Linked DNA regions of Anser cygnoides: region 2 is linked to region 1. The links are chromatin contacts, called in public Hi-C maps. All regions are on one chromosome and are shown on one strand. The core of a region is the stretch at or near the end of the contact, and the rest is flanking DNA. Distances in the headings are between cores, read along the strand shown. Region 1 overlaps LOC106047520 (Krueppel-like factor 5). Region 2 holds the start of LOC106047511.

Region 1 (4,983 bases), core at 1,804-4,303:
GACAACGTCGCCATGTGATAAAATTTTATTACAAAATATTAGATAGATTAAAAGTTGTAGGGGAGTTTCGGAGTTGGGGGGCTGTGTAACAAACAAAAAACATCACCGGAAAAATAAACCTTCTACCCAAGTTTTCCAGGTCCCAAACATTTTTTCTCGCTGTGCTCATCTCGGGCAGTGAACGATCAAGTCCAGCCCGCACAGCCCCGCCAAGCGATGCAGTGCTTTCCTATTTACAGCCTTTTTCTGCTATGATACAAGCGCCTCCCGGCTGCCAAAAGCCAGGTTTGTTCTGCACAAAGCATGGAAACGTCACAGGAGAAGACCCCCGGGGTCACAAACCTTCCCCAGTGCCACCTGCGTGCCCTCCCTCCATACCCCTCCCACCTGCCCCAGCTTCTGGGGCTCACGGGCAGCACCAAATGCATGGTTGGAGGCAGAAATAGGGGAATAGAAGCCGAGGCATTGCTGTGGAGTCTTTTTTTGTTGTTAAGTGTTGTCTTTGCGCTAGTAAAACATTTGCATGGAAGCATTTTGCATGCGGACCAGAGGTGCAGAGCTGCGCAGGGGTGGGGTTTTAGTTAAGACACTTCTTCCCCTGCCATCCCCCCATCAAAATAATCTCAAATACAACAAATATATATATATGTATATCTATGTGAGGATGAGCAGGTGCATTTTTTTCTGTAGTTAAAAAATAAAAAATAAAAGGACAGGATCATCAGGAAAATTATTCCAAATTCCCCTAAGACTTAAAGCTGCCTGTTGCTTGGTTTGGCTTTTGCTCTTTGCCAGCAAATGGGTTTTGTGCCCCAAGAACTGGAAGTGGCGGTGGCTGCAGGTTTCTCTCCCCAAAATAAAAGGGGAGGCAATGAAACCCCTCTGGGAGGGCACATGAGGTGACTGGGTCGACCCCATGCCCTGCCGTTGGGATCATCCTGCTGGGAGGTTCAGCCTCGCCTGGAGGCTGGCGGTCACAGCGCGCAGCAGGGGGATGAGGACAGGACTGGACGGGTGCCGGCAGCGGGGTGGGTGCTGGCAGGTCCCAGCACAGCGGTGTTGGGTTCCCACCAGCCCCACCGAGCCTGCAGACACCGGCAGCGGCTGGCTGGGGCATCTCCTGCACTACCCTGGATTCCTTTGTGGTGAGCTCAACCCACCTGAGAAAGGAGAAACACGGCCGTGTTTGCGCCGGAGGGGGGTTTCCATAGGCAAGGACTTCCCCCTCCACCCTGACCCTGCTCTGTGGGTCTCCAAATAGAAGCTAGAGGGGAAAACAGTGCTCCTCCCAGACCCCAGTGCAGGCAGAGACCCCACAGCCTACAAGGTGGAGAGGGGACGAGCCCGTTCCCAGCCTCAGCACCGAGGTCTGGGAAGCCTTCTCCACTCACTGACATGGCAAGTCACCCGCCAATTCAGTGCGTCGGGGTGCGCTTCACCCCTCCATCCCTACCTGCTGGGTACCACGGGACGGGAGGAGGATGAAGCTGTGTTCACACAAAGACCTCACCACTGCCAGTCCTGGCCACATCATCCCAAAAGCTGCAACCTCTTCCTCCTGGCACGGCAGACCAGCTGCGTGCGCCGCAGGTGGGACCAGCTTCATTCATCGAAAGCAAAGGGCCACCAGGAACCCGGCCGCGGATTTTGGCTAACCTGCAGCTGGGGCCCTTTCCTTCACATTTCCACTGCCTGAAGATGCTGCGGTTTGGTTCCTGGCAAGGAGGCACATCCATCCACACGTCCCTTCAATTTGTTCACGGAAGAACAAAAGACGAGCTGGGGGGGGGGGTGGAAATCAATATTCTGTTGAACACACCGGGCCCATTTATTTGTTCCTGATTTATTTATTACCTCCATGGCTGCTGGTTAAACTGGCATGGCCTGGTCCTTGTTCTGCCCATGCTTCACCCCTGGTAGGCTTTGAAGAGGAGCTGATGTGCCCCATGCATCACAGCACCCAAGGAAGAGGAGGACGGTGCCTTGCAGAGCCCGGGGCAGGGAGCCGGTGAGGTAGGTAACACGACCACAGTCTGAACAGCAGGATTTATTGGAATTTGTTTCAAAGACTCTTGGGTTTTTTTTTTTCCTCTTCCCTTTCTGTCTGAACTTGGTGAAACGGTGACAGCGCGCAATCGGCGTGATTGGCAACAACTGGGTCTTCGTGTGCGTGGTCAAGGCAGGGGCAGAACCTGCCTGCTGGAGAAAAGGCACGGCATGTTCCGGGAAGCCAGGGCTTACGGGTGGGTTTTCTGCTCCAAGACCCACCCTGGTCCTCCCAGAGTCCCCTGGAGTCACATTTCATGTTGGAAGTGGAAATGCTAAGGACACAACCAGAAAACCTGGCCGAGCAGGGCAGACACTCACAGCCCCAAGCGAGCTGGTAGCCAGCAAACCACACGTGGGTTCGAAGGGACAGAGCTTTTGTCACCCACTTCTGCGCCGTCCCTTGCTTGAAGGCACGTCAGGTCAGTACTTCATACTTTCTTCCATGCCCCCAGAGACACTGGGGTTGTCAACCCAAGCAGCCCTGGGCCACTGCACGTCACCAGTGCCATCCACAGCCATGACATGGGGCAGTCCAAGAGGGTGTCACCAATGGTGGCACCTCCCAGGCCCACCAGCCCATCCCAGCCCTCCTCGGGCTCCCCAGAGGCACTACCCAAGAGGGGTAAAATGTCCCCACGAGCTCGAGACGCGAAGGACAGCTGCTCCCAAATGACAAATAAATAGCAGGTTTGCTGGAAGAAAGCCCTTTGCCATCCAAGGCCCATCGCCCCAGTGCTGCAGGGAGCCTCATTGCAAGATCAGTCTAATTATCATTCTTTTTAATGAGATTTCTTTTAAAACCAGGAACAGCGGGGACAGGGCTTGCCCGCTGCCATGCCGGTTGATCACAGCGTGGGGTTGTTCCTATGTACAAGTGGAGGAGAGGTCCCCTCGGAGAAGAGTCCCCAGCTGCTCTCGGAGACGTGGCGATGGAGGTGGCCCCTAGTTCTGGTGCCGCTTCATGTGGAGGGCCAGGTGGTCGGAGCGGGAGAAGCACCGGCCGCAGGCCATGCACTTGAAGGGTTTGGCACCCGTGTGCTTGCGGTAGTGCCGGGTCAGCTCGTCAGAGCGGGCGAAGCGCCAGTCGCAGCCTTCCCAGGTGCACTTGTAGGGCTTCTCGCCTGCGGGGAAGAGACACAGGTCACCGGGCACCCATGGGGGACACCACAGCCACCCACCCACCCTGCGCCCATCCCCTGCCCCATGCTGGTGCTCTGCACTACCAAGGGGCACTGCCACAGGAGGCCCTCTTTGAGGGCATTTTGGCATAAAAATCTCCCAGAGCTCTTTTTTTTTTTTTTTTTTCAGCCTAAAAAGCCCCAGATGGCTCTTTTCGCCGTTGATATGGGATCAGGGTGCATCAAGAGGAAAAAGGGGCTCCCGGGAGCCTCGCATCTCCCTGCAGCCGCCTCCCTGCCCTGCGGCAGCTGGCTGCAGGCAGGACATTGTGTTTGCACGACATCACCATGATCGGGCTGATGTCATGCCTCCTCCCCGCACACCTATTCCCCAGCAGAACAAAATCAATGGAATTGTGCAACCCCTCCGCCAGCTGGGAACCGGGCTGGAGAAGCCCATGCCCGCCTGCAGCTCCCAGCCGCCGCGCTGAACCCTGGCTGCAGCCCTCTCCCTGCCTGGGTGTGGTGCTCTCAAATATTAGCCCTCGCTCTTAACAGCCTGAACAAGCAGGCAGAGTTCAGGGAATGTGCTGACTTTCCCGACCTCAAATATTTACCGTTTCATCGGCCAATTGCTGAGCGCACCATCGCGGCATGAAGGCACGTACGCACGCAGCATGCATGCACCGGCATGTGCGCGGTGCTCCGGCACGCTCACGGCTGAGCGGCCGTTCCTGCCCCCGCCCCGCCGCCAGACAGGCTGTGGATTTGGCCGGGAAACAGAAAACACACGGCCAGGGCAAGAGCAGCGGCATCCGGCACGCACCAGAGGAAACACTGCAAGGTCGGAAGTGCAGCCGCGGACCTGGAGGAGATGGGGCACCGAGACCGCATCCTGCTCCCCAAAATGCTGTGTGCCGTGGGGCAAAAAGCACTGCGGTTTTATGTCAGGGGGGTAACTGCAGTGCTTGCAGTTGTATCTAATGGCAGGCTGGGGGGCGAGGGGGCTGCCGGCAATTGTGCCGGCGTGCTAAGGCGAAGGTGGGATTTGCTCTGTGCAGCCACATTGTCCCAGCCAGGTGACCCGGCTGGGTCAGCCCCACCAAGGCCCTTTAGCTTCAAACAATAACAGGTTGAGCTCCAGGACGGAGGGAAAATGCTTTCCATTGTCCCGCGAGCTGGCTCCATCTCCCAGGACAGCACGGCAGGGCAAGCTCAAACAAAGGGCCCAGGCTGGCATTCCCAGCCCCGGGGGGCGGGGAGCCGCCGGGTTATATATTTAATCTCACAATGGCACCCAGGAAATGAATGGTGTCTCCAGGAGATGAATACAGCCCAGCCCACAGCAACGGGCAAACCACAAGCAGAGACCTGGCCGATGCCAAGCTTGGGTCCCGTGGGCGCCCTGAACCCCTCCTGGCTGGGAGCCCGGTGGGCAGCAAGAGGTGGGATGGGTGCCAGCTGTGTTTGAGGTCTCGCAGTCAAAAACAGAACAGGAGACCCCAAAAACGGAACACAGCCCCGCCGAGCTCACCGGTGCCACCCCTGGGGTTGTGCAGATGGGAACCCAAAGCTCTGGATTCCCATCTTTTGGCCCCACCAGCAGCAGCAGCAGCTGTCCTGGCTGCTCAGGTCCCCCCCCTCGTGTAGCAGGTGAGCTGCAAGAAGGCAACCACGCTCGCGTTTCCAGCCGCGTTACTGGGAAACACGGACAAACAACTGCACTTTATTGGGTTCAAAAAGCGCCCAAGTTTGCACGGATACAGCTTTACAGCATGGCTTGCAGGGACGGCATGTGTCTCCTACGGACCGTGTC
Region 2 (4,983 bases), core at 1,761-4,260, 160 kb before region 1:
AAAGATTCCAAAGAGGAGATTCTCAAAGCTTTCAAACTCTTTGATGATGATGAAACTGGCAAAATATCTTTCAAAAACCTCAAACGTGTAGCCAAAGAGCTGGGCGAAAATCTCACAGATGAAGAGCTGCAGGTTTGTACCTGGTGTATGAAACCATATAATACACAAACACTCACTGGCAGCTTTTGTGGAAGATTTACAGGTCCAGATTGTGTTTTGTCTGTTGAATATGAAGGCAGTCAGAGAATGTTTGTGTATTACTTTGTTTCATGTTTGCATTAATTTAAAATTTAGGTGAATGGTCATAGTCTAGTTCTCCTGTTTGGAAGATGCTCGAGCATCTCTCTGGCCTGCTAAGCACCAGAGCTAGTGAGAATAGGGAATGGGACTCTGTCTCAGTGGGGAAGGAAGCCATTTAGGGTCAGTAAGTTTTTAGGTAAAGGCAGCAGTCTTTCAGTTTTAGGTGCTGACCTAGCATCCCGTGGGATCTTTACTTTTAAGCTATCATGGGTAGTCTAAGCTGTTTCTTTATTGAAAGAAATGGAAAAGCTTCTATCAGTTTGGGATTGGGAAATAGATTCTGAGGCCAAAGGTGGATTAAGCACATGTGGTTCCTTAAATTGTTTCACAGTAACTGTCACTGTGTCAGTAGAATTCCACTTTTATGGAGTTGAGGTGGTATAAAAGGAACAACTCTGCTCTGAGCATTTGGTTTCTTCCAGCATCGCTCCTCTAATACAGCATAACTCTATACACATTTATATATAAATATCAATTTGTGTAAAAATATTGTTATCTAGTTTAAAAAATATTTTGTAGCACGTGAAGTCTGATATTGAACTAACACTGTCCTTTCCAATACTATTTACTAAGAGTGGCTCTAATTCTGAATTAACCTAATAATTGTGATCCTACTCTAATCTGCATCTAATTTCAGAATACAAATATATTTCAGGAAATGATTGATGAAGCTGATAGAGATGGGGATGGGGAAGTGAACGAGCAAGAATTCTTGAGGATCATGAAGAAGACCAGCCTTTACTGAAACTGAATTTTATGTATTTTTGCACATGTGTGTATATGTTTGGTAGGTGCCTCATTTTTTTTTTTCCAGCCTTTTATTTCTTTTGAGAGACCAAAAAAGTTGGGTCAATACTTTCTTGTAAGTGGATGGTCTTAAACTTATATTTGTGAACAGTTACCAACTGCTAATCTGTTTACATGTCGCAACGTAGTTGCTTGTTTGTGCTCCTGAGATGTTTACACTGTTCATTTTTGATACACAAATCACATTTTTCAGTGATAGTATTCAGTTCCTTATCTGACTAAAAACCACGTGTCAAATGATTTATTTGGTACAGAGAAGACTCGAAACCAGAAAGTGTAAAGCTGTATTTAGCAGCAGTTGAAGTTTCTGGTTTAATGCCTTGGTTTAGGCCCAGTTACAGTGAGCTCTTTATATGACACATTGATGGGGATCGGCTTTTTTTTACTTTGTTTTATGGTGATTATTCCCTCCCCCTTTTTTAGAATGCCCTTTAAACTGAAAAAGTAAGTAAATAGACTGCTGCAACTTAACTTACTGCTATTCAGTTCACATATTTAAAAAAATCTTTTTGCAAAAGAGGAATGTTACCAATGCTGATGATCTGTATGTTTACAGGAATATTCAGTGGCTGCAAATATAAGATTTTCCTTAAAATAAAGTGTCTTATTTTAAGCCATCAGAGTTGTGGAAAGAAATATACAAAGACACAACTTCACTGGTACAACATTCACTCTGATGTATGGGCAAATAACAAAATGATTCTTAAAGGTACTCAAGGAGTTTCAACTTCTAAGTCTTCAGAAGGGCCCTAGTTACTGAACACTTGTCTACAGAGACAAACTACGCTCTGTTCTGGCTTTGAAGTGGCATCTAAGGTAAGAGCATAATTAAAGGATGGCTCCTGCCTTGTGTTGGAAGAAAACAAGCTCCCATGCCCTTCTGCTACTTCTGTTTGTTAAAGATACCAGTAATTTCTCTGGTGCCTTTCGTCCTCACTCTCAGACGAGGGAAGGATGGATTCCTCCTCTGTAGAAATATGAATATCTTTCTGACTCAAAATCCAATTTATTCCTTTGCTTTTCAGTCAGCGTTCCTTTGCTTTTCTGCCCTTTTCCAAGTGCTGAACATTCAGCTTACCTCCACAGTTCATAAATGTGGGGGGAAAAAAAATCTAAGGCTGAACTCAGCATGAAAATAAATGATAATTGAATTTGGCTTATATCGTGTTGGTTTCCTTTTTGGCCTTTATCTGTCATTTAAAAAAATGGTTTATACTGGACAAAGGGAGGGGATTCTTGCTGTCTCATGTCCCCCGTGTGGTGAAGAATAAGACATACACATGAAAACATGAATGATAAGTGGGACATCAAAAGCTCTGATAATTTAATTTATCAGCCGAGGTCAGTTTATCATCAAGGCCGATGCTGCTTTCTGTGCATTTTTTTAGTCCTTTATCCAATCTACCTCAATCTCTCAGTGACCTTCTGTTGCTGCTGCAACGATTTATGGTTTTGTTAAATCCTGAAAGCAGAAACCTGCCTCCTCACCTTAAACTCATTTATTTTACCTAACAGCTGCAGCTCAATATACAGTTCAGTGCTGATGGTTGTGCTGTAATGCTTCTCCTCCAAAAAAGCAGATGTGGGTCATTTTCTGTCAGCATTTGCGCTTGCCTTGCCCCAAAGCTTCAGCTCTCCAGGCAGGGTAGGGGCAGTGCTGTTTTGAAGGCCTCGCTACACCTGAATTTTATGCACAGGACACTAATGGGGATTTCAGACCAATTTCGTTGCTGACAACCATGAAAGGATTTTGTGTGTTTGTAGGAGCAAACCTCGGGAACGGGGTGAGCGTTTCAAACAAATCATGAGAACCAAGGAGCGCCCGTTTGGGTGTTTGTGGGAGTAAACCTGGGGCACAGGGTGAGCATTTGAAACAAATCTCAAAAACCGAGGGGCGCCCATCCTGCGCCCCACAGCTGAGAAGCGCGGTTCCCATGGCGCCGGGCGGGGCCTGCCCTCAGAAGGCCTCAGGGGGCCGGGGGTCCCTCCATGGCGCCCGGGGAGGCAGCGGCTGGGAGCGGGGCTGCCCCAGGCCCCGCGTTCCCCCTCAGCGACCAGCAGCGGCTGCAGCTGCGGGAGGCCTTCGACTTGTTCGATGCGGACGGCTCGGGGCAGATGGACGTCAGGGGCCTGAAGGCAAGGGGCTGGGGGAGACGGGGCGCGGGCAGGGAAGGCTGGCGGCTCCTCCCCGCGGTGCCTCTGCCCCGAGCCTTAGAACCCATATCACAAAGGGAAAGTGATCGTTACTGTGGTCATACTGTGCCTGCAGCGGGAGTTCATACCAGGATGCAGAGCCTGTCAGCTGCTGACTGAACTCAGTCCAAACCAGTGAGGGTTTGTGTGTGCCTGATCCTGGCTTTCTTCCCTTCCCCACCAAGTCAGGGAGGAACATCAATTTGCTATTGGACACGCAAGGAAAGGTCTCTTAACATCCCAACACGCCCTGCCCTCCAACAGCCCTTACAAGGGACGCCAAACATCTTGTGTAGCTGAAGGGCGTTCGGTCTGCTGCTCTCAGGGATGTGTTTGCAGTCCGAGCAACCTGGATCGGCAGCCTGGGTCCCCTCTGGCTGGGAGGAATGACACGCTTGCTTTGTGACCGAGCTTGCACTTGGAACTTGAATTACAGTAGTCAAACAAAAATGACAGGCGGTAAACAGAACTGTTGCAAATAGGGCTAATCATTTACAAGCTCCACCTGTTGTGGAGCTGTTACAGAGCAATTAGTGTTTGCCACCTATTGCTTTTGGACCGCTTACTGTGCTCTCAGACATTGCTGCTGGAGCTCGGGTTTGTCACGCAGCCAGCAGTGAAGTAAGCGTTGTGCCAACGCTTCAGCCAGGTATTCTTAGGAGGGACCGAAGCCTTCCTTTTCCTTGGCCCTCGCCTGCGGCTCTTCCCTGCTAATTTTCCACAACCTCGTAGTACTGACATTAGACAGCTACAGAACACTGTTCTCTAGGGACACAACAGTGGATGAATAGCTTGCTCTGTGTTCTCTACGCCCCTCTCCTGCTCTGCCCCTCACATACCTTGCGCACAGCTCCTTCCTTCTCACATGGAGAAGGGAGTTGACCCAGCTTGTGTCTGCACAGAGGTGCTGAAAGCTGGGTTAGTTAGCACAGATCCTGCCCGCTTCTTTTTGTTGCTGTGTCTGCCCTATGCACAGTTGTCAGAGCAAACTGTGGAAGCAGAGAGGGAATTGCATAGGAAAAGTGTTCCAGGTTAAGAATAACCATAATATAAATATATACATATATATTCATATGTAAGTAAGTATATATTAATTTGGCACTGTTGCAGTGGAGGGGAATGCAGTGCTTAGTGGCAGGGGAGCAAAAAGGAGATGATGGAAGTGGTGGAGGGTGTTCATGCAGCAAGCAGGAATTGCTATCAGAGACTGTGCCTTGAAAAGTCACAACCTGAATCTGTAAGAGTTGAGATAACCTTCACATTCCAAGGAGGGTTATTTTCAGTAGGCTGATTTAAGCAACTCCTTTTTCTGTTTGGCTTGATAAATATGTCTTTGGGTTAATAAATTGCAATATAAGGGCAAAAGTGAGCATCCGGAACTGGTCTGGGGGTTTTTGCAACTTCTTAATTGGGTAAGTTATCAAGGATAGCCGCATGAACGTGTACAGCCTGTTGCCATGGGCCCAGGTTCACTGCAAAGTCAGAAGACCCGGGGGAGCTCTGCTCTGATGTCTGCACAATGACAAGCTGTTTGTACGGTTATCTTTGCATATGATTTCCAATGTGGCAAAAAGTTTTGTTTTGTTTTGTTTTTTCCCCTCAATTTGCATGTACCTGCTTGTTTCAGACATCTTTCCCTCTTTGTTTCTGTTTGATTTGTACACAGACATGGGTCTGTTTTCT

Evidence for each region. Hi-C and Micro-C count contacts between places; a contact is called where the count stands out from the background.
Region 2: a contact with region 1 is called in a Hi-C map of liver, with 3 times the contacts expected there. The contact joins the promoter of LOC106047511 here to the enhancer-like site in region 1. A contact is called at or near these places in 4 of 7 Hi-C or Micro-C datasets (granulosa cells and liver).

Annotation. Positions count from the first base shown.
Region 1 is chr13:5,940,006-5,944,988 of Taihu_goose_T2T_genome, reverse strand. It overlaps LOC106047520 (Krueppel-like factor 5), which reads right to left. Exons shown (of 5, transcript XM_048070710.2): 5 at 11-3,170. The coding sequence ends at 2,992. Among named protein-coding and RNA genes, the nearest start is that of KLF8, 27 kb to the right of the region's middle. Within about 2 kb of position 3,053, at least 2 of the 3 cell types and tissues checked have open chromatin away from gene starts, as enhancers often do. A contact at or near this core is called in liver, where this site is marked.
Region 2 is chr13:6,100,872-6,105,854 of Taihu_goose_T2T_genome, reverse strand. LOC106047511 reads left to right here and starts at 3,010. Exons shown (of 4, transcript XM_048070750.2): 1 at 3,010-3,243. The coding sequence starts at 3,097. It overlaps LOC106047512 (centrin-2), which reads left to right. Exons shown (of 5, transcript XM_067005213.1): 4 at 1-132; 5 at 956-2,262. The coding sequence ends at 1,045.